Linked DNA regions of Columba livia: region 2 is linked to region 1. Evidence: chromatin contacts called from public Hi-C data. All regions are on one chromosome and are shown on one strand. Each heading gives the region's core, a stretch centred on a gene start, on an enhancer-like site or on the middle of the called end of the contact. The rest is flanking DNA. Distances are from core to core; before and after follow the strand shown. Region 1 overlaps KCNQ1 (potassium voltage-gated channel subfamily Q member 1). Region 2 overlaps KCNQ1 (potassium voltage-gated channel subfamily Q member 1).

Evidence for each region. Hi-C and Micro-C count contacts between places; a contact is called where the count stands out from the background.
Region 2: a Hi-C map of liver shows a contact between it and region 1, with 2.6 times the contacts expected there. The contact joins two enhancer-like sites. A contact is called at or near these places in 2 of 2 Hi-C or Micro-C datasets (crop and liver).

What each region holds. Positions count from the first base shown.
Region 1 is chr5:52,726,176-52,731,628 of bColLiv1.pat.W.v2, forward strand. All of the region lies in intron 2 of KCNQ1 (potassium voltage-gated channel subfamily Q member 1), which reads left to right. Among named protein-coding and RNA genes, the nearest start is that of KCNQ1, 54 kb to the left of the region's middle. Within about 2 kb of position 2,771, at least 1 of the 3 cell types and tissues checked has an H3K27ac peak away from gene starts, as active enhancers do.
Region 2 is chr5:52,977,841-52,983,293 of bColLiv1.pat.W.v2, forward strand. All of the region lies in intron 16 of KCNQ1 (potassium voltage-gated channel subfamily Q member 1), which reads left to right. Among named protein-coding and RNA genes, the nearest start is that of CDKN1C, 83 kb to the right of the region's middle. Within about 2 kb of position 2,066, at least 2 of the 3 cell types and tissues checked have an H3K27ac peak away from gene starts, as active enhancers do.

The sequences.
Region 1 (5,453 bases), core at 1,521-4,020:
CATCCTCATGTAGCAAGTCTGATTAGGTGAGTTTACTGCATAGGCACTGTAAATCTGATTCATATTGAAAATTAGATGGAATAACTGTAAAAGCGTGTGTGTGTTATGTGCACACTGCTGTTGTTACAGTATCCCTGCTGCAGCCCAGTTGTGAAGGTGCACGTTGGGAAAAGTACAGAATCTGTTTCTCCTGACTGAGAAATCATTCAGACAGGACCCTTGAAAACACTCACTATTAAGAGCTATATTGCATTGTTTCCTTCACATAGCCAAAGCATTTAGCTCTGACCCTGTGAAAGATCTAAGCACTTGTGTAACTTCAGCAGATAGTCTTTTTAAAACCAAGGAGACTGGTGACGTGAAAGTTACAGATGGAAGCTGAGCATGCCCTTTTTCATGAACAAGAATTTCATTCTTTAAAGAATATAGTCATACAAGATATTACAATTATAAGAAAATAAGAGCTAAAAAGGTGGTTGAGATTATATGTATATATGTTTCCTTTTTATTCTGGAGCTGCTTGTCTTGTAATATCGCCTCACACTACCAGAGGAGGAAATAATAGAATCGTTTAGGTTAGAAATGACCTTTAAGAGTCCAGCTGTTAACTTAAGGCTGCCAAGTCCACTATGAAGGCTTGTCCCTAAGCACCCCATTGATACGTCTTTTAAACACCTCCAGGGATGGTGACTCCACCACTTTCCTGGGCAGCCTGTTCCAATGCCTGACAACCCTTTTGATGAAGAAATTTTTCTTATGTCCAATCTAGACTTTCCCTGGCACAACTTGAGGCCATTTCCTCTTGTCCTATCACTTGTTACTTGGGAGAAGAGACCAACCCCCTCCATGCTACAACCTCATTTCAGGTAGTTGTAGACAGTGATAAGGTCTCTCCTGAGCCTCCTTTTCTCCAGGCTAAACAGCCCCAGTTCCCTCACCTGCTCCTCTTAAGACTTGTGCTCCAGGCCCCTCACCAGCTACACATCAGATGTTATGTTATCAGTAATTTCAAAGCATTTAAAAATGCTTTTGTTTTTCACAACAGTAAGAAAAATACAAGCTTAACATTGGAAAAATAAACAAGGAAAAGTTTATATGTGTTCTAAGTGGTGTTCCAGTTTTAGACAAAAAGTTTTACAATTAGCTGTTGAATCTTTCTCTGCTTGTCACCACACTTCACAAGGCAAAGACCCTTGCTGAAAGCTATCCCTAAATGCAGTTGTAATGGGAGATTAGGAGAGAATTGGCCTTTTGTTAGTTTCCCGAATGCAGTGAGAACTGTTTAAATTTGCATGTGTTTAACTTTTTTTCACTAGATGGTGCTGTTGGAGGGTTTTGACTCCGGTTACTCGTGGGCAGTTGCCCAGCGTGAGCTGGAGTCTGAGCCAAGACTCTGAAAGGACCATCATTTTGAAGGGTATATGTACACTTGGCCCATTTAAAATAGTGGTGTGGGAGAGCTTTTGCCATGACTCATAAAAAGAATGTGGTATATCTGTGTAAAAATTGATTTTTGAGACTACAATATTTAAACTACAGAAAAAAGCAATTCAGAGATGTATGTTCCCAGAGAGGCCATATTTTTCTTTTATTTTCATAAGCAAGGATTTTATAGTGCCAGAACACAGCAGAATGCTGTTATCTCAGCATGATCTAAGAAAATCCAAGTGCTTGATCCAAGGGGATTAAGTATTCTGCTGAACCAAGGGATATTTAGTGTGCCTGAAAAAGCTATTTTCTGGTAGGAATCTCATTTCAGTATTGATTCCAACAAAAAAAAAAAAGGAAGAGTATGTTTTTATGATGAAAGTAATGAAAGTATAAGCTCTTTCCAGCTTTCTGTTTTGAGTTCCTTTTCTACTTTAACGTACTTCTTACTGAAGAGATTAAGCAGTTATTGAACATTAAATAGACTATCAATTAAGATAAAAGGTAATAGTTTTGGGTGGTTAACATTTATGTTATTGGCATTGAAATTATTCCTACAGTGAACAGAAAGTGGCACTGAGTCTGGGCCGAAAAGAAATCTAGATTTTTTTAAAATTTTTCTTTTTTTTAGTATGAGCCCTCGGTTTTGTTTGCTGGAGTGTTTTGTGAGTATTGTAAGAAAGAAAAATACCTACGGCTTTTGATTCTGAAGATGGTCTTCACAGAAAACAAACGGTTCAAAGTGGTTCCACCGTTTATTTTTTCTGATTACCTTTCTTGGTTAAGAATGCCAAGACAGAGACTTACCATCTGGACATTGGTGCATTTTCATCCATTGGAAAAATTAAGGGGGATTAATGTCTGTAAAGGGTGCCTGGTGGTAGCTCTACAGGCTGATCTAATTTCTAGATTCTGAAGAACAACTGGAGCCGAGAAAGTGAAAAATTTGTCTCTGCAGCCTCAGCTGTGTCCCCTGGTCTGACCAAAGAGTGAGCTGGTGTAGAAGATGTGTGAATGCTGGACTTGTGTTCTTCAATCCTTTTTCTTTGCTGGAACTACAGACTGACCTGCCCAGGGACTCACTTGCTGCAGCATTTCCTCTCTGTCATTCCACTGACAGCTGAGGTTGAGAATCCCAGCTTTCATTTGAAATCAACTTCTCTACAATTTAAAGTAAAAAGCCAGATGTGAGTGATTCGAAGGCTCAGGAAACATGAACAGAAATGAAAATCGCCCTCTTCCTTTTAATTAGGTGGCAGTACAGTTAGTAGCTGGAACATGGAGCTTCCTCGGAATCTGAACCCCGCTGTTTCTCGTTGAGCTTCAGTCTGTGGTTCTGATGTTTGTAGCTGAACTGTGCTGGCAGATAACGTGAGTGCTTCTAATCTGCTTCATTGCAAAATCAGCTGCCTTGGTTTGAAATGCTGCTGGTAGTAACATCTTAACTTTTTCCAGCTGTTCGCAAAGCAATCGTCTGTCAACTCCCCTGGTCTGTACAGGAGAATTATGTGTTTAATGTAAATGTGATGTTAAAGGGATTGAATTGATTTGGTTCAGAAGGTTGTGTGAACATGCTTTTAGTCCAGCTTAAATTCTGCTTTATGTCCATTGTGAACAGGTCTGAGGGAGCCAAATCAGGAGCTTCTAAAAATGGGAATAAGATTGTCTGTTAGGGACAGCTGAACCAATTTAATGAAATGGACTTAAAACGAGCAAGAAACAAAAACAACCCACCCTGTTGTTACTGTTTGGTGTAGATGAAGTCTGAGCTGAAAAAGAATGCCAAGAAGGATCAAAGAGGTGATATGGAAGGAAAGTATGCTAAGACAAGTAAAGGAGCTGCTTTTTTTGTTGTAATGTGTGCTAAAAATCAAACACGTAGAACACAGCTCTCGCTTCACTTCAGGGTCTGCAGAGGGCAGCCTTGGACCACGCTGTGTCTGGGGCAGCTGGGTTCAGACTTTGGATGGTGTCCTAAGTAGGTAAAAAATATCTTTTGGAAAAAGCGAACTACTAATAAAGAGGTGGTTTTTCACATGGGCTTGAGGAATTTTATACGAGTAATCAACAAAGATAATTTTGGGAGAGAGGGGTGGAAGAAAAGGGCTGTGGAAATGTTGCTGCCAGAGCCAACTCTGGCCACTTTGTGGTTGTTGCTTCAAAATTCATGCTCTTTGGCCTACCTAATTTCTCATCTTCTGGATGGCTTTTAGAAAAAAGTGAAAACAGTTAAAGATTCCAGTGAAATGAATTGAACAAGTGTTTGCATGGAGGAGAAAGAAAAAGATACTGAACTTGTTTAACATACTGAGGGATTTCCAGTATGTTGTGTCCTTCCAGGTATGCTCTTACTATTGTCTTAGGTGTTTCCTTATTCAGTGGGGCAAATCAATAAGTTTATTTGGCTAAACTTCTCTAAAGTTGCCACCAAAAATTACATTCAGATGTATATGATAAGAACAAGAAGTGATTTTTATGGGTTAGAAAACTCTTTCTACATGTATTTCATACATTTCTTCTAGCAGGTTCAAAAGTTCTGGGTTTGAATTCTTATTTTAGTCTGCAGCACTGCAGTGTGCGTTCTATAAAGAAAAGCTTGCATGCAGAAAATTGGTTACTTCCATTTCTGCCTTTTCTAAGAGCTGTGAAAAAAAAGCCAACTACTCCTCTTTTGAATTTCTGTACGTGGAGTTCTGTGGTGGCATACCTGAACACTGCCATTTAAAATAAAGTCTGTAACTATGTCACTGTGTGTAAAGGAACCAGAATTTAGCATTTGTCTCAATACTATGTTGGGCTGAGATGGCTATGAAGCAGCAAGCATTACTTGGGGCTCAAACTCTGAAGACTAAGAGAGGCTTTGGGAAGAGCGACCTTCCTGAAGCTCATGGTGGAGCTGGTGACAGATTGCAGGCCAGCACGACCCACTGGTGACAGGCTGGTGCCGTCTGCTGGCTGCTTGGTTGCCTACATGATCTGTCATGGTGATCTTCTGCGCTGGCAACGTGGGGCTCCTGGCCAAAGACCGACGTGAGCACAGTGCCAAGCTGTCTTTTTGCCTTGAGCAAACTTCCCAGCTTCTCATATATGAACTGCAGTTGTGTGACAGTTTTCAGAAAACTTTGCTTTTATGTTGCATGCAGCATTGTGAAAAATAGGGGATATGTGCTCCAATTATTATTAGTTCACCTCTTCTCAAGAGCTTGTGTTTGCTCTCATAAGTCACATAGTATACCTGTGTTTTGTTCCTTTATTTTTTAGTATAGCTGCATTCCAATAAATTCCATTTAAAGGTGCATCTAAGAAAATACCCTCACTGAAAAAAGTATGTTTTGTTCACCGTTACATCTGTTCATTTCTGTCAAGCTTTACACTTAAGGGTTAAAGTTTGACTAAAATTTTTCTGAGGTGTAAATGCATATCAAACTGAGAGCATTTGCTTGGTAAACTCTAAAAGAAACATGGTAGACATATTTTTCTTTGAAAATATTTAAACTTTTCACTATTTAATATTTTAGTAAACAAGCAGAGTAATACAAATTCCATATTGGGGGGGGGAGATAAAACTGTGAAATACTGGTGGATATAGAGCCAAGCAGTGAAAAGAAAGATTTTTAAATTTAGGGTTTATCTGGATTAGTGTGTAATGCTTGCAGTGACAGGTGTTTCCTTTATGCTTTGCCCAAATGTCTGGAAAGTAGTTTGTCATTAAGTGCTACATTCAGTGTGTATCTCAATTTCAGTATAACTGGAGGGTCTACGGCTTTGTTAGGCCCTTGTTTTCACATCTGACCTTGGCCAGCTGGAGTCTATTGTTTTAAGCGTAATGTAACAGCTGACATAACATAACGGATATAAAGCTGAAAAACTGAAACAGTGCAGTGAACTGATGCAAAGAGGAAGAAAGGGAGAAGTTGGGAAGGAGGAAGAGGGGCAAAACTAGCTTCGTGATTCAAAGTGGAGGCTTGCTGGCTTGTTTTCCCGGGGGTAATCAGCTAGGAAATAATAGGATGAGTCTGTTGAAG
Region 2 (5,453 bases), core at 816-3,315, 250 kb after region 1:
AAGCCAAAAATGCAAACAAGAAAAGATGGCTTATGTTAGAAATTTTTGGAAATAGTTGTATGTGGAAACTGCTCTCAATTTGCAGCTGACTCAGGAGTGTCCATCTGTCCTCCTCGCTGGAGTGATAATGGAAGCAATTAGTGAATTGCCAACATAGCAAGTAACAGCCTCCCTGGTTGCATTAGCTTTGATTGATTTTCTGCAGCAGTGAGAGGCACCATGTTTCATGCCCAGAGACTCTACATCCAAGATCAGAGGTTATGGGGTTGGGAGAGCAGAAACAGTGTGATGTCTTCATTAGTCCAAGGAAAAAAGCCAAATATGCTGAACACCAGTGCTGCTCCCCCAACTGCCATTGGCATCAGCTCCTGAGACACAGGGTTGCCAAGTCTCTTGGCCGATATCTGCTGTTCTGGCAATTAGAGACATCAAGAAAGAAGGCAGGGGGAGTGAGGGAGAAGATGAAAGGAAATATAGGAGTGATGAAGTACGACAATTTTAGGGTCTGGTTCTTCAGCTAATATCAACTCACTGTGAACAGCAATGACTTCAACACTTCAACAGGATTATTTATGGATTGGATTCTTAGAAGATAGCTTGGGAGGCCATTGGTTGCTATCAAAGAAATATACAAATGGATATTTGTACATATATGTAGCCAAATGACAACCTGGGGGTGGATGGGATTATCTGAATATATAGATTAGGAAATCTCTCCACAGTTATAATGAGATTATTAACGGTACACGACAATGTCTTCATGGTGTCTAGGCGTACTTCTGTGCTCATTAGGGTGAAGACAGCATCTTTCTTCAGTTTTCTCTGCTGGTTCTTTCCACAGTACGAAGTAATGGCTCCAGCCTACAGCTGTCTGAAGCTTTTTTCTTTCTGTCCTTCCCTTACCTTGTTACTCAGCCCTTCTTAATATTTTTGAGGACGTCTATGAGATGGTTGAAACCTGCAGGAACCAGATGTTTTCAGAGCCTGACTTGTAACTGCAATATCCATATCCCTTCCTCCAAGAAAAAGGGTAATCCTGAATCAGCCCAGTTTTCACTGAAATTTGTCCCCATAACAACCACTGAAAAGAGACCTTGCTCTCACTCCCTAAAAATAAGGCATTAACACTTCTGAAGGTCTCTCTAGCATTGTAATAAGCTTAGTACATTTCAGGCCTGGAAATTATTTACAGAATTTTTATGGGAAGCCAAATACATCAATAAACACACTGCAAAGACTTACTGGGATAGCAGATTATAGGGAAACTGAGAGTGCTGAGCTTTAGAATTATGAAAATATTTTGAACTGAGCAAATGATGAATGTGATGCCCTATTATGCAGTTTAAGTTAAGGCATACATGTATTTGAGCTCATTTAATATGGTATCTTTTAATACAGCATAGTGAAAATAACCAAGTAAATAATTTTGCTTTATATAAGTGAAAGTGCTCTGTGTTCTTTTCATAGTCATGTTACCACAGCATATTATGCACTGTTGATGTAAGTATTTAAAATTTAAAAATATAATTTAAAATAAGAAAAAAAAATCTTGAAGAAACTGAAGTGCTAAAGGTTTCTTTCTAAATTTTCTATGTTATTTTAATTTAAAAGGAAAGTATTTGTTATTTTTCCTGTTAAAATTTACCCCTTACTAAAAAGCTAATAAAATCAGATTATTTCTCTCTCTCTCCACCCTCCCAACCTCCCTCCCCCCACTTCTTTCCTTTTTCCTTCACCTTCGTTCTGATGTAAGGAAAAACAGAGTGGAGAATAAGCAGCCCTCTCATTTCTAGGGCCCCCCTTCAAAAATCCAGCCTTATCTGGTTGCACTTTCTTTCACTGCATGCTGAGAAGTGAGCATGCGTTCTTTCAGCATGCGACACGGACTGGAGAAGGGGCTGGTTTCTCTGGGAGGTTTTTCTTCCTGACTGGCCCGTGCTGGGATCCAGCCAGTCTCTCCAGGGAGCCTTGTGCAGGGGGACTTGGGGGACAGACTGTGTGCCCTGGGACACACGTCGGTCTGAGCTCGCCCCGACCCTCCCTGGCTGGGGACTGAAGGGCAGCCAAGAGTATCTGAGCCGGCTGGCTCCTCGGGGATATCTCTAACCACCCTGGGATGTTTCCCATCTCCTCTCTGAGTGGGGTGATATCATCGTGTATTTGAAGATCTAAAGTGCCCTGCGTCATAACGAGAGCAGAAGTGTCCAGGAAAACTGCAGTTGGTTTTGTGGCTGGTGCTGTTTTCAAATTAGAAAAACAAGCCAAGGGCTTTTGGATAAGATGTGCATGGCAAAAGGCAATAAAGAAAACAAATGATCTTAAAAGCTAATCGCCATGCACCATTGTGATTGGGACCAAAAAATGTTAGCTAATATTTTAAATGTGAGTGAAGGGTCAACAGATGAACAGTATTGTAAACATACATGTCAGCAGGAGGGCAGAGTTGAAGATAAAATTAGAACCATGTGCTTCTCCATTTCTCATAAGGCACAGAGGTCGTGACCCCAACGGCTTAAAAGTCCCTCAACAGGGAAAAATATAATAATGTCATATGTCACGCAGGGAGATGCTGTGCTTATTAATTTTGTAAGGTACATACAATTGCTAAGAATAATGTTTTGTTCTGTGAAGGAGAGAGTCTCTTTTAAGAACATCTGGTTTTTATCAAATAAAACTACTCTTGAATCAGGTCTTAACACAATACATGGAAATACAGTTAGAACTTACAATGAACTGTAACTAATCCCACAAACTGAAGAATCAGCACAAATCACTAAATATGATATTTAGAGCAAATGAATACAGTCATCTGATTAAACTTTGGAACTGACTCATTACTGCTATTAATTCAGTCATTAAAGAGCTGTATCCAAGTTCATAACTACCCCATTTCCATCCTAATACTTGAGGAAGCTACAGGCTTTTGCTTTCTTTTCTTTTTCCCCATTAACAAATTCCAAGCATTTCTTTCCATGGTCATCCTGTGGTCATTGTGCTGGTTTTGAAGTTAGAAAGGGTGAGACCACTGCACCCAAGCCAATCCCCGTCAAGTGAAGACCAGGGTGGCAAGGTGGTGCTTTGGAGGAGAAGGCACCATTGTATATATGGCGGCTCCATGGATGGTTTAGTGGTGGCAATGGCAGCGTGCTGTTACAGAGGGGTGAACCCCTGTACCACCTACCCAGAATTCAACAGGTTCTCATGCCCAAGAAACACATACATACTCTGCAGAAATCATTCAGGAGTGATACTTCCCTGGAATACCAGACATTCATGGGTATTGTCTCTTAAAAGAAAAAAAAGAGAAAAGGTGTTTTTTAGCATTTACTGTGCATCTGCTCTTATACAACAGTGTCCTCTAGAGGAGTAAATATGGGACAGAAACAAAAAGGTCTGGAGTTTTGATCTCCACTTGGGTGATTTTTCATATCTTGGTAGAAAAATCTCTGTTGCTTTCTGCTAATGCTAAAATAAAGCACACCTTTCTCAAAGCATATCTCTGAATATAAAACAGCTGCAGCTTCTCTGGTTCTTTGAAATTCCAGAAGGTGTATTTTTGTAGTAGAGACACACCACAAAATGTCAGGGTCCTTCTGGCCTTTCCATTCCTCGGGGTACTGCAGTTCTGACTTCATTGTCTTCTCTTCCCAAGCCAGACTTCTCATCCCCTTTTCTACTTCCTGTCACTGTTCCGCTTGTTGTATTTCTTGCCTGCCAGATAGCTGTCTGTTTTATCTCCCCTGATGTGCATTTAAAAGCTGAGGCCCTGAAATGTCTGGGATGAAAATTGGCCTCAAAGGGACTGAAGTGAGGAAGGAACTGGGTGTTCTGGGATGAATCCCTGCTAAACCTGTTTTCAGCTGTTTCTCAAATGCAATTGTCGAATGCCACCTAAGCCAAAAAGACTTGTCTGTTGACGTTTTTCCAATGCCTGTGTTCATGGATCTGCAGGTCTTTTATAATAGTTTGTAACAGTATTTGAGAACATCAGGCTGGAAAGAACCACCTTCTGCCTTTGAGGCTAAACTCGCATAGTTGCAACCATGAGAGAAATGCACATTTCAGGAGTGCACAGACCTTCAGTTCCTGTAATCATAGCACATGATATAGTTATCAGCCTCTAAAAATACAGATTTACAGTGGAAGCTAAAAAGCCAGGCTATAATGTGCCATAGTAACCTAACGGGACAGATCAAGGGCATTGCATAACAAGATTGTGTGCAAAATACAACTCCCAGGTGACAAAATCACTGACAAATAACCTTTGCTTCTGAGGAAAGAGGGAAACCTAGTAGGGTACCTGTCAGTATGACCTGAAGGAAAAATGTGTGCTGTTTGTGAGTGCCAGACGGACGTGCCAACTAGACACTGAAGGGAATGTAGTGGTATGAAGCGTGAGTGTGTCTACATCTCTTACTACCAGTCTCCAATTGTTTGGCAGAGGGAGGAAAATATCAGAAACAAGGGCAGGAGGGTGAATAATTCTTTCTGGCCACCACAAAGTACGAAATCTTGAAGTTAATTTAGTATACATACACTACAAACAGAGATAGATTCTCCTTTCAAACTCCCTTGTATGTACCAATACTGAATACCTACAGCTGTGCATCAGAAATATATTTTCTGGGACTTTTTCTCTATGAATTAATCAGTCTCTTTCCTAATCCCGTCAAAATCCACCTGAAAACCATTTAGACATCTTGTCACCATGAGCCTCATGTGGAAGCAGCTTACAGAGTTTCACTCTTCAGACAGCTAAAAGCCTTTTTTCCAGCTTTAACTACATTTATTCATTACCAGTTTCTTGCAATTTAATCTTATGCTCTATGGACATAGTCATATGGGTCCATGATATCTTTTCTTTGCCTTTGCTTTATGAGGCTGAACAAGCCAACTTATCCTATTTTCCTATCACAGGATATATTCTTTCTTCCCGTAATAATCTCTCTGACCCTTCTTTGAAACATGGTTTCATCTAAAATGCTGTGATGCTTCTTAAGATATTTAGAATACGGCTATCCGGGAAACTTGAGGCCATGAGAGTTCAGTAAGTTGTGTCTGTGCATGTGTTAAAACACATAAATGATGCACTCTCGCATATATCTACACATGTTTTCTAAAATGAATGAAAAAGTATCAAGGTTCAGGGTCTTGCCAAGTTCTTACCCCTTTACTTGGGCTGGAGAAGACAGCTTGGAGTCCCTGTTTTCTCAGTTTAAGTAGGAAGATGGAATGTGCAGCACAAAAACAATCAAAGCAGATCTAAATACAATAAACAATAACTGCCTCCTCTTTTGAGAATTGGGTAACCTGACCAAGTTACGTTTTTAAAAAGTTGGTATGTGCCCTCACATGTATGGCTTCCAGCATAAAGAAACTCTAAAACCAGGCATGTTGTTATCATGTCACTTTTCATACTCCAGTCATCTTAAGGGAGTTCATAAATCATAGGG